Linked DNA regions of Sus scrofa: region 1 is linked to region 2. The links are chromatin contacts, called in public promoter capture Hi-C maps. All regions are on one chromosome and are shown on one strand. The core of a region is the stretch at or near the end of the contact, and the rest is flanking DNA. Distances in the headings are between cores, read along the strand shown.

What was found. Promoter capture Hi-C pulls out the DNA fragments that hold promoters and counts their contacts.
Region 1: a contact with region 2 is called in a promoter capture Hi-C map of liver, with 4 times the contacts expected there. The contact joins the enhancer-like site here to the promoter of ARMC2 in region 2. A contact is called at or near these places in 4 of 5 promoter capture datasets (fetal liver, fetal skeletal muscle and liver), 5 of 47 Hi-C or Micro-C datasets (adipocytes, alveolar macrophages, embryonic fibroblasts and 2 more) and 1 of 2 datasets of contacts at active chromatin or transcription factors (skeletal muscle).

The regions. Positions count from the first base shown.
Region 1 is chr1:75,152,212-75,157,117 of Sscrofa11.1, forward strand. The region is part of intron 1 of SESN1 (sestrin-1); the gene reads right to left. LOC106508918 (a long non-coding RNA gene) reads right to left here. Exons shown (of 2, transcript XR_001306055.2): 1 at 1,077-4,906. Among named protein-coding and RNA genes, the nearest start is that of SESN1, 16 kb to the right of the region's middle. Within about 2 kb of position 1,875, at least 15 of the 83 cell types and tissues checked have an H3K27ac peak or open chromatin away from gene starts, as enhancers often do. A contact at or near this core is called in fetal liver and liver, where this site is marked.
Region 2 is chr1:74,920,242-74,925,152 of Sscrofa11.1, forward strand. ARMC2 (armadillo repeat-containing protein 2) reads left to right here and starts at 3,583. Exons shown (of 19, transcript XM_021090841.1): 1 at 3,583-3,746.

The DNA of each region.
Region 1 (4,906 bases), core at 625-3,124, 230 kb after region 2:
TCTGGCATTGCTGTGGCTCTGGTGTAGGCCACCAGCTACAGCTCCAATTAGACCCCTAGCCTGGGAACCTCCATATGCCATGGGAGTGGCCCTAGAAAAGGCAATAAATAAATAAATAAATAAATAAATAAATAAATAAAATCACAACTCTTCACAGTAAACAGGGAGATGTGCTCTTCCTTGCACCTAGCTTCAAAAGTTGAGTTGTTGTGGCAGGCTGCTTTAAAATGGTTCCCAATGATTGCTGCCCTGCCTCCTGGTGTTCATTCCATTGTTTTTATATGCTCCCCTTGGGTATGGGCCGGATCTTGTGTGTTGCTTCCAATGAACAGATTAAGGCAAAAAATGATGGCAATGTCCTTTCCAAGATTAGGTTATAAAAGACTGTGGCTTCTGGGAGTTTCCATCATGGTGCAGTGGAAATTAATCCAACTAGTATCCATGAGGATTTGGATTTGATCCCTAGCCTCATTCAGTGGCACTGCTGAGAGCAGTGGTATAGGTCACACACAGGGCTTGGATTTGGAGTTGCTGTGCTGTGGTAGGAACAGCAGCTGTAGCTCTGATTTGACCCCTACCCTGGGAACTTCCACATGCTGCACCTGCAGCCCTAAAAAGCAAAACAAAAACAAAAACAAAAACCCCCCAAAAAAGACTGCGGCTTCTGTCTTGCTGGCACTCTTTGCTAGTACCTGGCTCTGGTTCTTCTCAGGTACTTTCTCTGAAACGCAGGTGGAGGGACCTGCATGGCAAGGAACAGAGCGAGCTGCCAGTGAGCTAGCAGCAAGGAATTGAGGCTCTCAATTCAACAGCTCTCAAGGAATTGAATCCTTCCAACAACTATGTGAGCTTGAAAATGTGTTCCTTGCCATTTGAGCCTCAGATGAGACCACAGCCCTGGTCAAGACATTAACTAACTGCAGCTTCATGGGAGACCCTGAAGCAGGGATCCTATCTCAACTATAACCAGATTTCTGACCCACAGCAATTGAGACAATGTGTATGGTTTTAAGTCACCAAATTTGTTATGAAGGAATAATTCAGTTGTTAAACAAAGAAACACTGCTCAAGCCCACCTGAGAGACAATACCCTGAGAGTCTCTGTCACTGGCTTGTAGCAGCCTCCCCAGTCACCACCAAGGCCTGAACCCTGCTTGTCTTCTTGGCACAACTGGGTACTCTTTTTGTGGGTTGCTGATTACGTTCTCCTCAGTTCACCTGCTGGGTCTCTCTCTCCCACCCAAGGGCTTTTGTACTTCCAATATCTGAAATAAATAACAGAACATCTGAGCAAACTTCCTAGCTCCATGCTTCAGTGACCAGACCAGCTTGGAATTGAAGTGCATGTGTGGTTTCTAAGATAAACCACCTATCCTGACTATATATTATTAATTTATTAATTTTATTGCTTTTTGGAGTTTCTGTTTCCTATTTACCAACTGGTATGAAAATAGTATTTAAAAAAGTACTGCTGTGCCAGTGCATACTGATTGAACATCAGTTTATGCTATAAGGTTAACTCATCAGACAATATTCAAGATTTGAGTTCTATTTCCTTCCAATGAGTTTTTTAAATATAACGAATGCAATTTTTACAACTACTTTTAGCCAGCTCAAACATTAAATTATGATGGCATTACCACATGGAAACAGCCAAGCTAGTGTTTTATTCATAATAAAGTGAGAGAGGGCTCAGACAAAAGTTATAGTTACATGTTCACACACGCACTGACAGACAGCAAAAGGAAAATAAAAGGGGGCCAGAGAAAGGAAACAAAAATGAGGCCAAACTTAGTCTGCAGGGAAGAACAACAGAGCATTAGTTACAGCCAGTCATAAGAGGTTTGGTTTGGGCATGCTGAGGATAGAAGCAGTGTGTACTTGTGTAAACAGATAAGCTGAGAAGAAAAGTTAATTATTACATTAAAATTTATTTGCTCCACTAAGCTGTCTTTATTATCCCAACCCACTCAGATCTTTCCTTGCTCTGAATTACTGTAACACTGTGAATGTTATATAATTTTCCCACATTGATTTTAAGTCATATTCCAATATAAAAGTAACATGTGCTCACGAATAAAAACACAAAGACTATAGGAAAACAGATTAGTGGTTAAGAACATGGAGTCAGACATGCCTCCTGACTCTCCATATTCAGTACTTGAATTAAGTTACCTAATAGTTCTGTTTCTTCATCTATAAAAAGTAAAATTCAAGTCACAGAACTGTTGTATGTGTAAAACTAGACATTGCAGGGAAATGGGCCTTCAAAGGAAGTACAGAGAAAGTTTGTATACATTATTTCAGAATGTGAATGTAAACCTTAAGTGGAAAAACACAAGAGAATAACAGGAATTGAGTCTTGCAGATATGGTGTGACCCTGGGAGTGTCAGTAGCAATTGCACCACCTTTAGGAGCACTGGGGGCCAGGGAAAGCAGCACCCAAGCAGGCTGCAAGTGCTTCTTCTCAAAGAAAGAGCCCAGATTTGGAGAAGGTCCTGTTTCCTTAGCTAAAAAAATCAAGAAACTTAATCCAGTCTCAAAGTGAGGGGGTGCATTCATATTTGTGTATTTGTTTTGGGAAGATATCTTCCTCAAAACCTGTAACCCACCTGAAATCTGACAAATGTTATATGTAAGATGCTTATAACTAAGCATAGCATACAGTAAACACTCAATAAAATTATGTTTGTTAATAATTATTATTATAAAAAGAAATATAAAATCTCTAATAATCTAATCTAACTCTTCTGGTACATGCAGATTTCCTGACATTTCCCTCTCTCTATAAAAATATATATATTTGGCCTACTATTTTAAAAGTTGCTTTTCCACTTAAATATATAATTTCTTCTTTTATGTATTTTAAAATAATTTTCAATAACTGTGTTATAGTCCTTTATACAGATGTACTATAATTTAACAATAATTTAATAACTGGATATTTAGATTATCAACTTATATATAAAGATATGTAAAGATAACACATTTACATCATAAATAACACTTACAGGGATTATCATCATACATCAATCTTTTTCAGATGATTTCCTGGATGTGTAATTACTATGTAGATACACTCCCACCAAGAGAGTTCCACAGCTGTCAACATACTACCATAAAATTTAACATTTTTAGTGAAAGTCTTGATTTATTCTTAATGTTTTTCTCTAGATTATTGCAAAATTCTTAATGGTAGTGGTTGTTTTCAACTTTTTATATCTCTCACAGAATTAGAATAGTATCAGGCATAAAGAAAGATTTAAAATGAATTCTTATTTTTAAAAAGTATACCCATTTCAGCCTTAGATGGAGAGGGAGATCAGCTAGAGGTGAGGTGGAGTTCAGAAAAAAAAAAAAAATAAATAACCCTGTTATTAATTATTTTAAGAAAGCAGAAAGAGCCATAATATAGTTTCATTCCAACCAATAAATGGCATTTAATATAAATTTGTAGTACTAAATGACAGAATATTTACCTCAAGGTTTTACTCTTCACATTTTACTATACAACTACTTCCAAGTTCAAATCAGGAACCAATGAAGACCAGCATAAACTGGAATTAAACACCTCTTAATCTGAACAATAACCACTAAAGATTTATTTACAATAATACAGTGCACTAAAGGGAATAAAAAATAATAAAAACAAAATCAAGAAAAAATATGCATTGCTTGGTGAAAAAGCAAAATACAAGTCTAGCTTGGAGACAGACTTTTGTTTTGAAAATTACTTTTATATGTTAAAATGAAAAAAAGCAGGAAAAGGGCTTGTCAAACACTCATACCGCAATACTCACTACAGACCCAATCATGTGAGATTTGCTTAAATCTCTAGCATCTAAGGTAGATGAACTAAATGTTTAAGGTGGCATTTAGGGAAAAAAAGTATATGTAATCATTTGTTGGTAGTTGTCACTAATTAAGGAAGTGTAACAGATTTTCCATCTTCTTTTACCAGGTTTGTTGCCATAATCAATTTTTTCTTCATGCTATACTAGATTTTTAGTGCACATGCCATAGACAATGAAACTCTGACCTAACAAATGGAATGCAAAAGTATACAAAATGGCACTACTATGAGTGTGAAAATATTTTGTGCTTAATAGTATAGTTATAATGGGATTTACAATTAGAAAACATCAGTGAAATCTAATTTTGTAACATATAAGTAACAAAATTAAGACTCTAAACAATTAAGTACACAGTTCAAATTGGGTACTTCCTTAAAATCATTTTATAACTTTAGTTCATAATTTAAAAAATCAAGATTAAAATACTCCAATTTGATCAGATAAAGTTGAATTATGGAAAGGACAAGAGAAGAGTGCCTTTTACACTATTTAAGCATAATCTTTTATGATTCTAGTGATAATTTTCCATAATAAATAAGAATCCAAAGGCTTTAAAGTGTGCACATACAAATGGCAAAATGATTTCTCTGTGCGATCAAAGTAATGATATAACCTAGGCTTGATTTCATAAGAAGACAACTGAGGCCACTTTCCTTTTTAGCTGTAAACAACTTGCTGTATGACATGTAATGCAATACCATATTTTGGGAAATTTCAAGCATTTATAATCCACGGGAAAAACACTCAACACTCCTACACTATTTTTTTTTAAGCCCACAATAGTGCAGTCTTTCAGCTACAAAGCCAGAAGCCAGTTATAAAACCAGTACTTTTCCACTAGAGTTACTTATGGGGCGGGGAAGGGGATGTTCAGCACTGCAAACGTTAGGGTCTAAAATAAGATCATTGCAAGGAGTTACTACAACACTTGCACTGCCAGCACTGTCATGGCAACAATGAACTAGCTAGGAGAATGCTCTTTTAACATTCAAAGCTAATCTTGAGTCTATTACTCATGGAAATATACCAAATTTTCTTTTAGGCAGTTCAC
Region 2 (4,911 bases), core at 2,333-4,832:
TCAACAATTTTGTCTCTAAAATAATTCCACTTATAAATTTAACTATGTCAAATTCTGTTAAATTACCATCAGGTAACCATGGAGGAACAGCCGGGTCGGTATAATAGGCCATTGCAATGACATCCTCAGTATTTTCCCACATAGTGTCCTTCAGTGAGGTAAGCTGGGCAGCTTTATTGCTTTTCAATAATTGCTTCCTATAATTCTGCCCCTGTCATTCTTTTCAATTGTTCTGACTTGCCTGGCAGACATTTCCTGGCTGACTGAGCCGGCTAGCTCCATGTTCCAGTACTGTGCTTACGAGGTCTATTTTAGCCCAAGCTCCTAGAGTGCAAAGACCACAGTTAATCCAGCAAGTTTTTAAAGTGAAGCTTCAACGGAGATGGTAATTGTAGAATCGTCAGCTCCAAAATGAAGGTGTGGCACAGTCTGCATAAGGGAAGTTACAAAGAAACATACAAACTCCCTGGACCTAAAAGGTGCAGCCTGAGGCTGAAAATCAGGAGTCAGAGTGTGGAGGGGGAGGATGTATGAGAAAATTTCTTTGGAGAGGAATGTGGAAGTGCTACCTCCCTCATCTCAAACTCAGTGAGAGGGGCTTCCCAGGGTCTGTGAAAACCCTGGGAAGTCCCAGGGTGGTCCAGGGAGAGCTAAAGCTCCATCCTGGGACAGCATGGAGGGGGCTGCATGAGCCATCACTCTCTGAGTCACTTGGGCAGGAGACGGTATGGGGTTTTCCTTGGACAAATGTGGGGTCATCCTGGGACCCATCTAAAGGGGCTGAAATGAACCCTGAATTTCTAGAGGAGGGGAAGGAGTTGCAAGTGACTAGTGGAATGGCACTGCATCCACCTAGAGTCCCAGGGAGAGATGTCCCCATTAATGGGAAACTCCAAAGGACCTGGGAAAGACCCACATGGGTTGCTTTAACCATAGGTCAGGCACAGCAAGCTCAAAGCCATTATCTCCAGGAGGAAGTGCTCCACCTTCTGGCTTCTCCATTCTCCACTTCCACCCAAGTTGGGTCTTAAGGAGACTCTAGGAAATGGGGAAGTAGTGACCCTAAGCCAACTGCATCCCTGTTGGGAAAGTCAATTCCAGACCTTAAGCCCGAGAAGGGAAGAAGGGGACAGAGCTTTACTTCCAAATTAAGTTTGAGGCATTTGTTTACACCTTGTACCCAACATTAGAATTCTAGAACAAAGCTGTAGTCGAGATGTAGTTACTGGAGGACTATCAGTTATCTAAAATGAAAAGAAACTACAGCCCTATCCAACTTTTCATCCAGAAGCAGAGGATGATAACCAACACTGAATATATTTTTAAATGGCAGTGAGAGACAAAAACAGAGTTGCATTTTGGGATCACATCTCACAAGTAGTGAACTCAAAATACTAGGTATGGTTTTATATTAAACAGACAAAGGTCTCTTTGCACAATGGCATCCAGTGGCCAGTGAAAGGGACTTAATGATATGATAATTTAAGTCCACTCAGTCACTGGAAAAGATTTTAACCCTGAAGAATACATATGCTTTGTTTCAAGCCCTAAAATTATCCAATCAACTAACAAATATTTATTGTATGTTGTATCAAAATCCTGTTGGGTACTTGGGTTGTTTTTTTTTTAACTTTACGGGAATACAGTTGACTTACAAAGTTGTGTTAATTTCAGGTATACAGCAAAGTAAACTAGTTATACATATACATATATCCATTCCTTTTCAGATTCTTTTCCTATATAGGTTACCATACAGTACTAAGTAAATTTCCCTGTCCTATACAGCAGGTCCCTGTTATCTGTTTATTCTATACATAGTAGTGTGTATATATCAATCCCAACCCCATAATTTATCCCTCCTTCCTCCACATTGTCCCTTTGGTAAACAAAAGTTTGGTTTCAAAATCTTTGAGTCTGTTTCTGTTTTGTAAGTCCTATTGTATCACTTCTATTAGATTCCACAGATTAATGATCTCATATGATATTTTTCTTTCTCTGGATGACTTACTTCACTTAGTGTGATAATTTCTAGGTCCATCCATGTTGCTGCAAATGGCATTACTTCCTTCTTTTACGGCTGAATAATATCCCATTGTATGTATGTACTACATCTTTTTTTCTTTTTCTTTTTTTTTTTTTTTTTGGCCATTTCTAGGGCCACTTATGCAGCATACGGAGGTTCCCAGGCTAGGGGTCTAATCGGAGCTGTAGCCGCCAGCCTACACCGGAGCCACAGCAACTCGGGATCCGAGCCACTTCTGCAACCTACACCACAGCTCACAGCAATGTCGGATCCTTAACCCAGTGAGCAAGGGCAGGGATCGAACCTGCAACCTCATGGTTCCTAGTCGGATTTGTTAACCACTGCGCCATGACGGGAACTCCTGTACTACATCTTCTTTATCCATTCCTCTTTTGATGGACGTTTAGTTTGCTTCCATGTCTTGGCAGTTGTAAATAGTGCTTCAGTGAGCACTGGGGTGCATGTATCTTTTCAAAATATGGTTTTCTCTGGATAGATGCCCAGGAGTGGAATTGCTGGATCATATGGTAGTTCTATATTTAGTTTTTTAAGGAACCTCCTTACTGTTTTCCAAAGTGGTCACACCAGTTTACATTCCCATCATCCTATTGGGTACTTTGAAGAATACTTAGATTCCTTTAGCTCTGCTTAATATCATTTCCCACCTAGCGCAATGTCTTATGCATACTATGTACTCAAAAATATTGTCAATGTAATTATTCTTTACAAGATACTTAGCACCAAGGGATGTGGCATTTTTCCAATGTTGACAACAACACTTCAGCTGAAAAATCCCCATATATATAAAACGTGGTGCAAACTTGAATGGAGAGTGATTATGGTCTCACTTGTATTTAACACTGTGAAGTGTTGCTGAATGTCTAATAGGAGAGAACAGAATTTAAACCAGAAACATATAAACGGGGTTCTTTTCACCAGTCAACTGTGATAACTCAGTAAGAACAAAAAACGACTGCTGATGAAAGGCCTAGACTTGAATCTACCACTGTCACCCACTAGACCACAGGCCTGCATGCTGTCTTCTGTTAATGGGGATGCCAAGCGGCTACCTCAGGGTGTCAGAACGCTCACAAAGATAATATAGAGTGAAACACCCTTTGTAAACTCTATAGTGCTTCACAAATGCAACGTGCATAGCACTTTAAATCTATTTTCTCATTCAAGCTTCACAACACCACAAGACCTAGCTAGATTTTATTATTTCCTTCTATTTTACAGAGGAGACAGACATTAAGCAACTAGTTCAGGATTATACATAACCACAATTTGAACCATTAAATCCTGAAACTCCTAAACACTAAGCTGCCATCCTCCTATTTAATAGGGGCGCTGAGATCTCACACGGATTCAATAACCGTGATTCCGTAAATTGCTAATTTGAAAGGTGACACCTTTCCCATCCCAGCTCTTCCCTGAGCATCCCTCGCCCTTTCTCGCTGCACCTGAAGCTCCAACATCCAGCCAATAGCCTTCCGCAAGCTCTTCCTACTCTCCCACCTGCCAGCGCCCCCGCTCAGCGTTTCTACGCATGCGTTGGAGAGACCTGCGCAGGCCCAGTGGGCAAGTGGCGCGGAGGGACCTCCTCGCACCTCCTTGCCCGGTCATGCCCCGCCTGCTCTTCTTGGCTGCTGCTGCTGCCTCGGGAAGCCTGGAGGATGAGCTGAATCTCCGCGGTTGTTACTCTCCCCGGCGCTAATTACAGGTGCTTTGGGTCTTGCCGGAAGCCCCCTTCCCTGCTCCCACCCCCACCCCCTGGCTTCTCCCTCCCAGCAGCTACCTGGCTATGCAGAGAGGCGGCCCCGGGCGGCCAGGGTAGGTAGTTTGTGTACGGTTACCATGGAGACGCTAGCCTGCCAGGCTAAGCGGGCGGGCCAGCAGACTGGCAAGCTGGCCTGGACCGGTGGAGGAGGGGGCTTTGCTGGGAATGGGGGAGCCGCTGTCCGCTGATCGGGAGGTGAGGCGTCCTGGCGACTGCCCCTTTCCCGCAGTCGGCCTTTCTGTTGGCCTTTCTGGGGAGAGAGGTGATGAGTTCCCTGTTCATACTCTGGGGTCAGCGGTGGCTGTCTTTAGGTCTATACACTGAGCGTTTAGCAAGCGCGTAGTGCTTATTAGAAACTCAGGAGTATTTGTTGAGTGAGACTGATAGACTGAGGAGCTTTGTCTAGGCAGACACTGACCCAGCCAGGGTCACACAAATTCTATCTGGGTTCGGGTAGGCCACAGATACGGTCTTAATAAATAGGTGTATGCAGCGATATACATTAACGTATATCCTATGTACACATAATGCCTTTTATTATCCATTCCTGTGAGTATCACAGCAGATCTTCCATCTCACCTTGATTTAGAACTATTTTATTTGGGAGAAAAGCAAATACCACTCTTTTTGGGTATCTTATTGAATTCTGATTAATTGTTTTGACAATAGCTGATAGTCAGTAAAATACTTAATAAAAATTGTTTTCAGGAGTTCCCGTCGTGGCGCAGTGGTTAACGAATCCGACTAGGAACCATGAGGTTGCGGGTTCGGTCCCTGCCCTTGCTCAGTGGGTTGACGATCCGGCGTTGCCGTGAGCTGTGGTGTAGGTTGCAGAAGTGGCTTGGATCCCGCGTTGCTGTGGCTGTGGCGTAGGCCGGTGGCTACGGCTCCAATTCGACCCCTAGCCTGGGAATCTCCATATGCCGCGGGAGCGGCCTAAGAAATAGCAAAAAGATAAAAAATTTTTAAAAAATTGTTTTCATAAAACAAAACACTTTGGTTTAATCTTTTATAAAATGTATGAAAACACTGTATAAATGCCATTTCTTTTCTTTTGCAGTTTTTTTTTGATGCAATTTTTCATTCATAAGAAAATTTTTGTTGCATC